Linked DNA regions of Mus musculus: region 1 is linked to region 2. Evidence: chromatin contacts called from public Hi-C data. All regions are on one chromosome and are shown on one strand. Each heading gives the region's core, a stretch centred on a gene start, on an enhancer-like site or on the middle of the called end of the contact. The rest is flanking DNA. Distances are from core to core; before and after follow the strand shown.

Region 1 (5,855 bases), core at 1,831-4,330, 86 kb after region 2:
GGGAGTGGACTTTTAGGTCTCCTGTGCTCAGGCTCTTCCCAGTGCAGATGATGACAGCCTCCTCCTGGCTGCCTTCCGATCAAGACGTAGAACTCTTGGTTCCTCAAGCACTATGTCTACCTGCATGCTGCCATGTTTCCCACCGTGATGATAATGGACTGAATCTCTAAGCCTATAAGATAGGCCCATTTAAAATTTTCTTTATAAAAGATGCCTTGGCCATGTTGTCTTTTCACAACAATAAACCCCTAAGTAGTGTGTGTGTGTGTGTGTGTGTGTGTGTGTGTGTGTGTGTGTGTGTGAATATGAATGGAAAAGAGTATTACCTGCTCTTGCATAAGATCCAAGTTTGGTTTGGTTTGGATTTTGTTTCAGTTTTCTTTGTATTTCTATGTTTTAATTGATTGGTTGGTTGGTTGGTTGGTTGGTTGGTTGGTTAATTGATTGTTTGATTGATTGATTGATCGATTGACTGATTGATTGATTATTGGGCTTTTGTTTGGTTTTTGAGAGACAGAGAAAGAACATGAAGTTCATAGGTAGTGAGGTGAGGAGGACCTGGGAGGAGCTGGAAGAGTGGAAAAAAATATGATCACAAAGTGTGAAAAGTATTTTTAAAGCCAATAAGTACCAAATAAGAAATCTCAAAGGATTAATAACTTGACTATCAGTCACTAAGCATGTGCATACTGTATTAGGGCAAAAGGAACAATAACCTGGTGATTTTATACCATAACCAATGACAGTAACTTCAAATGAACACATCTTGAAGAAAAAAGGGTTTGCTGAACTGAAGATTAAACCTTAGTCTCACGTGAGGCGCCGTAGCACGTAGTAAGTCTACATGCATAGTCGATTTGTCATTATCGTTGTTGTTGATGGTGATGGTGGTGGTGACAGTAGAGTCTCATTATGTTGCCCAAGCTGACCTTGAGCTCTCTTGTATTCCAAGCAGGCTTTAAACTGAGTTTCCCAAGTGGTACACCCTACACCACCAGGAGTAGGTTGAGTTAATTATTTTCATTCTCTAAGTGATACTAGAAATAATTTAAAAGACAAAGCTTTTAAAATGTATTTGTGCCAAGCATGGCAGTGCATAACTCAACCTTACTACTAGGGGGTGTGAGGGCAGGAGGATCAGGAGTTCTTAGTCAGCCTTGATGATGGAGCAAATTTGGGCTACGTGAGACTTCATCTCAAAAAATCATAAATATAATAATAAACAAAATATAATAGATAACTCAGAGGCTTTTCTTCTCCTGCTTCACAATTAAAGCCTTTCCAAGTATAGGCTAGATCTAAGCCAGTCAGTGGTGGTCTGTAGGGGACACAAACAAGGCTCTGAGGAGAAGTAACTTAAACAGAGCCCAGAATGAGTACGCCCTGGGAAGGGAGTACAGAATCTGTAGAACTTTACTGCAACCTTGTGAGCTCAGTAAGCAACCCTGAGACTGGCAGAAGCCCTCGTGGAAACCATGGGTGCACAGTTTCCCCAGTGCTCACACAGCCTGAGGGGGCTGGCCACCTTTGCCTTCTCTTCTCTGCTCTCCCAAACACTAAACCATAGCCACTCTCCTCCCTTCCATCCCTCTGCCATCAGCCATTCCCAAAAATATCTTTCTTTATCTCATTCTCGTTCTTTGTAACTCTTATTTTCACGTGTGTAGAAATGACTGTGTGCCACACCCTGTGCATAAGTGCATAGAAACCAGCCTTTAGCTTGGTTGGATACTGCGCTGTTCTCTTCTGAAAACAGAACTCTAGGAAGCAAACGTCACCACTTCCTTCTCTAACAGTGGCTGCCACTGACCCACAGATAGTGTTCTCTGCCCTTCAGCACCTCTGGCAGGATGCAGACATCATCCCACGCTTCTCCCTCCAACGCTGCTGACCAGCAGTGGTCATAGCTTTCCATCACCAGGTCCTTCCCAGCTGTACATCTGTGCGTGCAGTTTTCCTGGATTGAGGACCCTCCTCCAGCACGTGTACTGATTCCAATGCCCTCCTTTGGGAACCTGGGAACACCACTCCGTCCCCTGAACGTCTCAGAATGGGCAGCTCTCTTCTCTTCCCATCACCCTTTGCTCATCACTGCCCACGGCTACCACATCGACACTGAAATCACTAACCTATCCCATGAACTTTACTGAGGGGTGTTAAGTGCCAAATGTTTAGATAGTTACTGGAAACACAGAAGGAACTACATGGAAATGAGCTTTGTCTCCGCCCACTTCACTCCCTGCACATCTAATCTATGAGGGTAAATTTACAGTAAACAATGAGACTGAATATGAATGTTTGTATTCAACAAGTGACGAAAGTCAGAACCTGTTAGGAAAATGGAGAAACAGCAACTGACAAACGTTCAGAGAATTTCCTCTGAAGCGACAGCAGAGCGCCGCGCACACAGTAGGAACTCGCTGGGTTTCCTTAACCGTTGGACAGAGCTAAAGATGAGTAGACATGAGGAACGCACGAAGGTGTACAATATCACTGCGGGGAGAGGATAGCACTGGGAAGACTTTACAAAGGAGATAGGGAGACTGGCCCATCTCACTTCCCTTTCAGGACAAAAATGTGAGATCCCTCTGAGCCACCAGGGGGCAGTGTTTAATCACAAGTGATGAGAACTCCCTGGACCAAGGCTGCACTGAATGTTTGCAGACAGTACCTTTAGGAAATAGTATATAACATAATATAATATATATATAATATAAGCAAAGTGTTATTCACTCCCTCCACATCGGTAATAAACACAACCCTCAAAGATGATAAAATGATAGTGGGATTAAAATCTATGAAGGCGGGATGCACTCATATTCAGAGTTCTGCAATTAGCCTTATCTGCCAGACTGAATCCTTACTTCCTGGTCATTTATCATCTCTGTCACTTGGCTATAGGTCCTAGCAGGTATTCATAATAGGTGCAAAGGAATTTTCCGGTTCCTCTTCGGTATTTGTGCTGTTTGAGCACTTCCAAATGCTGCTTCCTTCCTGTTGAATAGCTTTATTTAGCTTCATCTTAGGTTATTCAAACAGATGAGAGGCAATTACCTTTTTTTTTTTTTTTTTTTTTGGCTTGGTAGTGAGGAAAGCAGAGCTGCTTGCTGCTGGCTAGCAGAATGGAAAGAGTCCTCGCTGCTTGCTGCTAGAAGGAGGGAGCAAGCCCTGGCACAGTGCCATTTCTTTGCAAAACTCAGTGACCAGGTGCTTTCCAGAGTGTGTCATTCAAGACACCTAAGGATGTGATTCCTGTCAGAACTAGAGGCCCTGATTGGAGCAAAGAGGGCGTCCCACAGCTTCAGATAATCTTGCAGGAGGAACCAGACACTGTTTCAGGAAGTAAAATGCCATAAAAGTTGGAAGGAAATGACCCAGGCTTTGCTTCCTGGTTATTCAATCAACAGCTATTCACTAAACATCGTGCGTAAAATGTGCAGGAACAGCGATGGAAACACACTTCCTTGTCCTGAGAAACTAGAATTGGATTCTTTTTACAAATATGAGCAGTAGTATAAGAGAGACTAACAGTAAGAGTTCGCTGAATCACCAGGTCACCAAGTGCCCAGTGGAGATGAGATATGAGAGTGTAGATGACAGGGATGAGGTGCAGAGCTTGGCACCACACACCTGCAAGCCCAGACGCAGGGCACTGAGGCAGGAGCTTGGTTTCCTGACCAGCCTGGGACACAGGGTAAGACTGTCTCTTCTTTAAAAAAAATTTAAAAAGTATTAATTTCCTCAGCTACTAGTAATGGGCCACTTATGTTAAAAGACAGAGATATGAATAAGCCATAAGGCCTGGCAGACCATTGAATAAATCATTTATTTGTAATGCTGTGTGTGTGAGAGAGCGAGTGTGTGTTTTACTACATTGAAGATGACTAGATAATTAAAGATAGAAGATGGGCAATTAGAGTTCTCTAGAGGAACAGAACCCAGAGCCTTGCTGATGAAGGGGATTTCCTAGACCATCTTGCAAAGACTACCCACAATGGCTGTTTGAGCCTGAGAACCTCTAGTTGCTCAGACCTCGGAGCTGAATGACATCTTTAATCTGGTGCTAACACCCAAACAGTTCTTAGAAAATCACTGGTCTTCAGCTGGGTTCCGATGGCAGCCAAGGGTGGTGGCTGCTGCATCAAGGGAGATCCCAGGGAGGCACAAGACAGCCAAGAGAACAAGAGGGCACTGCTCCCCACAGACCTGTCTGTACCTGGGAGTCTGCCAGAAGATGGTGCCCACTGCCCTTATTGAATTCTCCCGGAAAGTAACCTTGCATGCCCATCCAAAGGAGTCTCTTAGCTGAATCCAGAACCTGCTAAGCTGACAAACAAGATTAACCAAAATTCATTCCTAGATCATACATACATACATACACACACACACACACACACACACACACGCGCGCGCGCGCGCGCGCGCGTAAGGAAGATAGACATACATGTAAGGAAGATAGACAGTCTCTAATGTGAGTGTAGTAATGATAGAAATGATAATGGAGGCGCTAACATAAGTGTCCTGATCTGATAGGGAGATGCTCAATGAAAGATGCTAGACATGAGCTGGCAGTGCCTCAGGGGATAAAGTCAGTCACTGGCAAACCTGAGTTTGATCTTCAGAACATACATGGTGAAGCAAAGAGAGAACTCACTTCACAAAATTGTCCTCTGATTTTTACACACTCACAAACGTAATAAAATTAATAATAATAGCAACAAAAATATTTTTCAAAAGAAAAGTAGAAAAGGTGCTATGTGAGAGATGCCATGTCCTTGCTTGGCTTCAGGAATTGACATAACTTGGGCTGTGAAGGAATGAAGAAAGGACATATACCCAGACATGGAGAAGCTAGATTCTCTGATGGAGGAACTGAAGCATCCCAGAAGCTCAGTGAATTTATTATATACTATTGAACTGGAGGGGAGGGGGGAGGGAGGGAGGGAGGGAGAGAGGGAGGGAGGGAGGGAGAGAGGGAGGGAGGGAAGAAGGGAGGGAGGGAGGGAGGAAGGGAGGGAGGAAGGGAGGAAGGGAGGAAGGGAGGAAGGGAGGAAGGGAGGAAGGGAGGAAGGGAGGAAGGAAGGAAGGAAGGAAGGAAGGAAGGAAGGAAGGAAGGAAGGAAGGAAGGAAGGAAGGAAGGAAGGAAGGAAAGGTTGTTGCATACAGCTGAACAAGGAAGTAGGCTTAGCCAATGCTGTAGGAACAGTCTCGGGGGTGGCTACGGTGAACATTTTCTATCAAGAGTCTCAAACTCAGGCCTGAGAAAGCTTTTGCCCTTCTTCTGAGCCTCACCCTGGTAAAACTGGTGCTTTGCCACTCCAATGGGGCTGAGAGTCTTTGACTGGGAAATATCCATGTCAACAATACATATTGACTCAGGACTTTACTAGCTCCCTGTAGGGGAAACTGGTGTCTTCTAACTGAACTACTGGAGAAAGGATCTTCCAGGTAGGAGGAACTTTCATACGTGCTTGGCAGAGGCAGAAACAGACCTGGTAGTCAATCACACCCAGGCTCAGGGTCAAACTGATTTACCATGGGAGGAGATGGGACCAGCAAAGGATGGGAACTGATGGTTTTGTGATCCTAAGAACAACTTTACACTACAGAGCACTGGATATATCAGAGAAGACTACAACATATATGTGTGAGAGAAAAGGTATTTTAATAGTTGAAGAGAATAATTTGTAGTAGAAAATGGTCTCAGCTGATACAACAACCAACAGCCTAAAAGGGACGCAGATAAAGACCCTGGTCTCTGTGTGAATGGCGGGGAGCACGTGTCACAGCAGTGTGTGGACGACAGACAATGACCTTGGGTGTCGGTCCTTTGCTTCCACACCTTTTGAGGCAGA
Region 2 (5,183 bases), core at 1,037-3,536:
GCTTAGCTAAGTTTGTAATATAAAAAGTGTAAACATCATTCAAAAAGTAGCTGTTGATTACATGAACTAGCTAAAGAAGTAAGAAGGCAATGTACTGAATATGAAGTAAACTTCCAATTCCTATTTTGCCATAATTTCCCAGAACAAGAAGCATGATAACACATTGTGGTGTCAAAAAAATAAAAGGCATTAATCTATATAGACACAAATCTTTTAATCCATCTCACTTTCTTATCCAATTGACAATAACTCACTATCTTGGTGTTTTATAGTAATTTATACTAAGCTATCCCCTCTTTATTTGGAAAATCATACAGAGCTGTGGTGAAGTGGCTAGAACTTCCAAAAAGTCACAATTGTTTTAAAAGCCACTCATCTGATATTTGCCCCTGCACACACTGACCTCTTTCTCCTGCTCCTGTCTCTCAGGAAGGAATACTCAGTGGAGAGTAAAAAATGAGGACTGCATTGTGTTTTGTGCTACAAGTGCAATAGATCTCATTGAATTGCCAATTGTAACTGTTAAAGACATTATGTCATGGCTGAGGGTCCCATCCTCCAAGGAGGTTGAAGAGTGTATACAGATGGCACACAGCCTGGGTAGAATGGGGGTGGGGGGATATTACTCACGCAGGCATGCTGAAGATTCCTCATCTTCTGGTTGCTAACTAGCCTTCAGAGAAGGAAGAAGCTCTCACATTTATACTGGGAAATGACTTTGGGGAAAGAAAAAAAATGATCATTTTTTTTCCAAACCCTGCCAATTTCCTACAGTACTCTATCTGCATCATAGTCATGGACCTGTTCGATGACAGAAATAATTTCTCATCTTCCTGCTCAAGAAATAATTGTATTGATCTTCATTTTATTTTTTTTTTCCCTGTGATTCAGCAGGTCAGGAATGCTCCCATCCCAGTAGCTTCCTGCCAGTCAGCAAGTCATCCAGAGTGTGAAGACGCTTTACAAAGTAACCGGAAGTGCAGAGCCATTTCAGCACCACGGACAGCGCTTCTGCTTTTCTGTTCAGGATACTTAAAAAAAAAATTTTTTTTTAAGTGTAACCTAGTAACTACCAAACAATTTACCAATGGGCAAAATCTTAATTTTTGATACCTTTAAAGTTAAAGAGTGTTTCATTCATGTTCACACTGCAACGATGTTCTTTTTTTTATTTTTTTTCATCTCTGAGATGGAAGTATCTCTTTCTTGCTATTTTTAAATCTCAACCACAATTCCTACATGAGTTTAGGCTGATACAATGTCAGTACAGTAGAGTTCAATCCTGCACATCAAAAGTTCCATGAACACAGGTCCAAAAAGTATCCCTGATGCTGTGTCTCCAGTGCTCTGCACATGCTCAGAAAATATAGGAATTGAGAAAGAATGGACATTTGCTAAATGTTTTTTGAAGTGAACGAATGAATGAGTGAATGAGTGAATACCTTGTTTATAATGTTTCAAAGTTCATTGCACTTCATAGTGCTTAATCTGACTGTGAATGCAGGAAAAATCACTCCTTGTCCAAGTTCGTGTGCTTTCTTGCATCATGTCCTTAGATGGAACTTACATCTCTGCCCAGGTAGCCAACAGTCCTCTCCTCTATGCTAAAGGGAGGAAAAGACAGCCACCCTCCCTCTGTTATAAGACCCTCCTGAGATCATGCACTCTGGAGCCCAGCTATGCTAGAAAGAAAGACCAGTAGCCCAGGCCATTTCTGAGCTGCCACCACAGCCAGACATGGGTTGGTTTGGGAATTCCATCATATATTAGGGAGGCCAGGATTCACCAAGGGCAGGGCCAAAGGTAAAAGAGAAAATAAGAAACACTGGTAACACAAGCTTTAAACAGATTTTTCCAAAACTCAGCACACTGGGGTGGGTTCTCAGGCCCCTGAGTCTATTCCTTCTCTGTGCCAATCTATGCAATGACACATGTTTGAGCAAAGTATAGCCTCCTGGGTACAGGTAAGCACAGCCCAGTCCTTAGCTCCAAGGAGGCTTCCAGGCTAAGGCACCACTCCACTTGGACTGTACTATTGGGCTCCAAAATGGGGGGGAGCTTCCAGACAAGGACTGATTTCCATTTCAAACTGCATTCTGGTACTTTGTACTCCAGCACCATTGGCCGATCAATATTTAATGCTTGGAGATTCTCACTCTGCGGGAGTCATGTCAGGGGACCCTGAGAGCCAATCTGCTTGAGCTTCTGCGTGATAATTATTCATGGGCTCCTGCCTCTTGCTCTTTCTCTAGCACGGTCCCACTCTGCAGACTCAGTGCCTTACTCAGACTCCTCTCTCGCTCTCTCCGCGGCTACAGCTGGACCCTTCTCCTTTGCCTTCGCCACCACTCCGTGCGTGCACATCCCTACAATGGCTAAAACAGCAATGGGTAAGAATCGCGTTTTGCTCCCCACGGGCTCTATCTGGAGCCAATCTCTCCCTTTCTCTCTCGGATCTCTAAAGACATTAAAAGATATTTTATAAAGGGAAAGACATTCATGACAGGAACCGGGAAAGGTTGGAGGGAGCTCTAAGAGACCAAAGGGGGAAGGGTGTCTTTGAAAAACTAAAGTAAATGGTTTCTTTTTAAAAGATAGAAGCAGGTAAGTTTTCCTCCAATGGGTAGGAATTTTATTCTGCTTCCATATTTAAAACTAAAGTGTCCATCAGAGGGGAGGGGGCTACCTTAACGATTTGCCTTTAGTGAGGTGAAGGGACATTTCGGAAAGTGGTTTTGAACGTCCTATATTTATTCTGTAGTTTAAAAAGATAATAGGGACAGGAAGGGAGTGATGTTGGAATAAAAGAGAAAATGCAAAGTCAAAGCGGTCCCATCCTGGAGGTTTGAGAGAGGAGTGGGAACGGGGGAGGGGAGTGGGCACATTTAATGGTATTGTCTATCTTGGAAAAACCACTAGTCTTGGGGCGCGGTGCGGGGAGGTAAGGCGGCCGGAGGGGTGGGGTAGGACCTTAGCTCCTTTGTTTTAGGAAGAGGGAGGGGAAACAGGAGGAGGGCGTGGAGGGCGCGGGTGGGCAGCTGCAGGGGCGGGAGAGCGTGCGCGGCAGGGAGGGGTAAAGGGACCTGGCTTCCCAAGGCGCCGGGGTGGGGTTTCTTTGTGTGTGAAGCAATGGTGGGAGTGTGGGGGGGGGCACCTGCAGCGCTGGGCATACTATGCGGACAGCCCCACCCTGTGCAGAGTCAAGCTGTCCCCACCCGGACCCAGCTCCACACCCTCAGTAGAATGGGGGCCTAATGGGGAGCTCAGCACAACACTGAAAAACCCAACCCTGCGGGAACGGCAGAGCCCCGCCACGCCCCACTCACTCATTAGCAGCCTGCGTGCCTGACCTGACCGCTAACCTCAGCCGCTCCACCCTGGCCTCATTGTTCTTCGTTAACATATTTTTCAGAACCACATTAAATAGGATATTTAAACATAGTGGCAAAAAAAAAATCAAAAAAGGGAAAGAAGCAGGGGGTGGGGGAGCTATTCTGAACTCCTTGGGTCATTTCGGGGGGAGGGGAGGGGGCAATTAGGGAACCTAGAAGGGTATACAGAAAATAATACAGATAAAGATGTGTAAGGGTGACATAAAGCAAAAGAGGTCAAGGTCTTTAAGATGAGCCTCGTGCAATTTCAATTTTGTGGGTCAGACGGAGCCAAATCTGTAAAACCGCAATAGAGTCCAGTCTAGATCCAGTGCCATCGTTCCGAAAAGGTCCTGTGCTTGTTTCCCTAGGGTAGACAGCCTGGGAGGGGCCTGCACTGGGGAAGCGGCTAGAACCACACACACACACACACACACACACACACACACACACACACACACACTAGATCGAGCTACTGATGCAGAGCAGGAAAAAGGATATGGACTGGCTCCACCCTGCCCTGCCCCACCCTGTCTGCGGAGCCCTGAAGACTCAGGCTCCAGGCTGGCTCCCACGAACTTGGGTGGGGCTGCTGAACAGTCTGCAGTCCGGGCACCCCTCTTTCTAGCCCCGCCTTCCAGAACAGCCCCAAACCCCTCAGGGTGTGCACACATCTGCCCAGGCTCAGGGTCGCAGGACTAAGCCCCTCCCAGCGGATAGAGGCTGTGCAGAAAGGCGAGCCAAGCCTGGCCGCACAAAGACGCAGCCGCGCCCTGCTGGGCCCCTGGACCACAGAGGTGACCCCCTTCCCTGTGGTTCGGGAAGGTGTCCTTGCCCATGCAGAATCCAAGGACCTTTTTCCCAAGCCCAAGCCCATGGCCTTGTGTTCTGGGATAGAGACCCCACTGAGGGTCCTCCAATGGGGCGTGGCTCGACCCCACCCCTCGTTGCTACAACCAAAGCCAGTGAGCTTGGGGAGCAAGCACGTGGCGATCGCGCGTGGACCCGGGCCAGCCCTGCAGCTCTCGCCTTCCTCTCGGAACTGGGCTCTCGCCCCCACAGAGTATCCCAGGAGAGGGTTCTGCGCAGTGTCCTGAGCTACTCTCGGTTGCCACAATTTGCTATCAAGTCGCTTGTCCAGAAGGGTTCTGATGGGGTTTGGGGAGATTTTCCTGCTCTGTCTGTCCCACGGAGAGGTTTCAGCTGCAGACGACTGGCTAGTTACTCCTTGTGACCAGAATTGTGATTCCTTAGAAATCATCATGATTATTAGTCCAAGACTCACTTATCTCCTCTTAAGTCTCATTTGTTCAAAAAGTATGCTGGTCCCTTTTGGTACCGATTAACCCCTTGCCACTAATCTTCCTGATCATCTTTGCCAACCTCCATCCTCTTCCCATACACAACCACAAAACAATTCTATCTGCTTCTGTCCATTTCAGTTTCTATAAAGCAGATGCATTTTGACTTCCCGTTGCTGTGTTGTATGTTCTTGTGGGTGGGATGTGTGCGCTGGTACTTGCTAAGGACAGCCTATGCACCAGATGATCGCTGGGAAATTCTCCACAGAGAATTGTTTTTGTTTCAATGGGCAAAAATTATATATAACTGAGATGTTATGCCCCTCCACAAGAGGATACAACACATACATACATACATACATACATACATACATACATACATACATACATACGTTTATGCACGCATTTTTTATTGTTTCCCCCCAAAAATTCCTCTTCCAAGTGCTTTTTGATACAGTCTCAATTCTACCCAGAAAAACGGATCGTAAAATGGTGACCACCAACCAATGAA

The links. A called contact is a pair of places that touch in the nucleus more often than the background predicts.
Region 1: a Hi-C map of cerebellar granule neurons shows a contact between it and region 2, with 2.7 times the contacts expected there. The contact joins the enhancer-like site here to the promoter of Stmn2 in region 2. A contact is called at or near these places in 6 of 484 Hi-C or Micro-C datasets (the N1E-115 cell line, cerebellar granule neurons, cerebellum and 2 more), 1 of 115 datasets of contacts at active chromatin or transcription factors (embryonic stem cells) and 2 of 9 other capture datasets (adipose tissue and liver).

Annotation. Positions count from the first base shown.
Region 1 is chr3:8,592,296-8,598,150 of GRCm38.p6, forward strand. No RefSeq gene overlaps it. Among named protein-coding and RNA genes, the nearest start is that of Gm32496, 33 kb to the right of the region's middle. Within about 2 kb of position 3,081, at least 20 of the 459 cell types and tissues checked have an H3K27ac peak or open chromatin away from gene starts, as enhancers often do. A contact at or near this core is called in adipose tissue and cerebellar granule neurons, where this site is marked.
Region 2 is chr3:8,507,241-8,512,423 of GRCm38.p6, forward strand. It overlaps Stmn2 (stathmin-like 2), which reads left to right and starts at 2,287. Exons shown (of 5, transcript NM_025285.2): 1 at 2,287-2,390. The coding sequence starts at 2,372.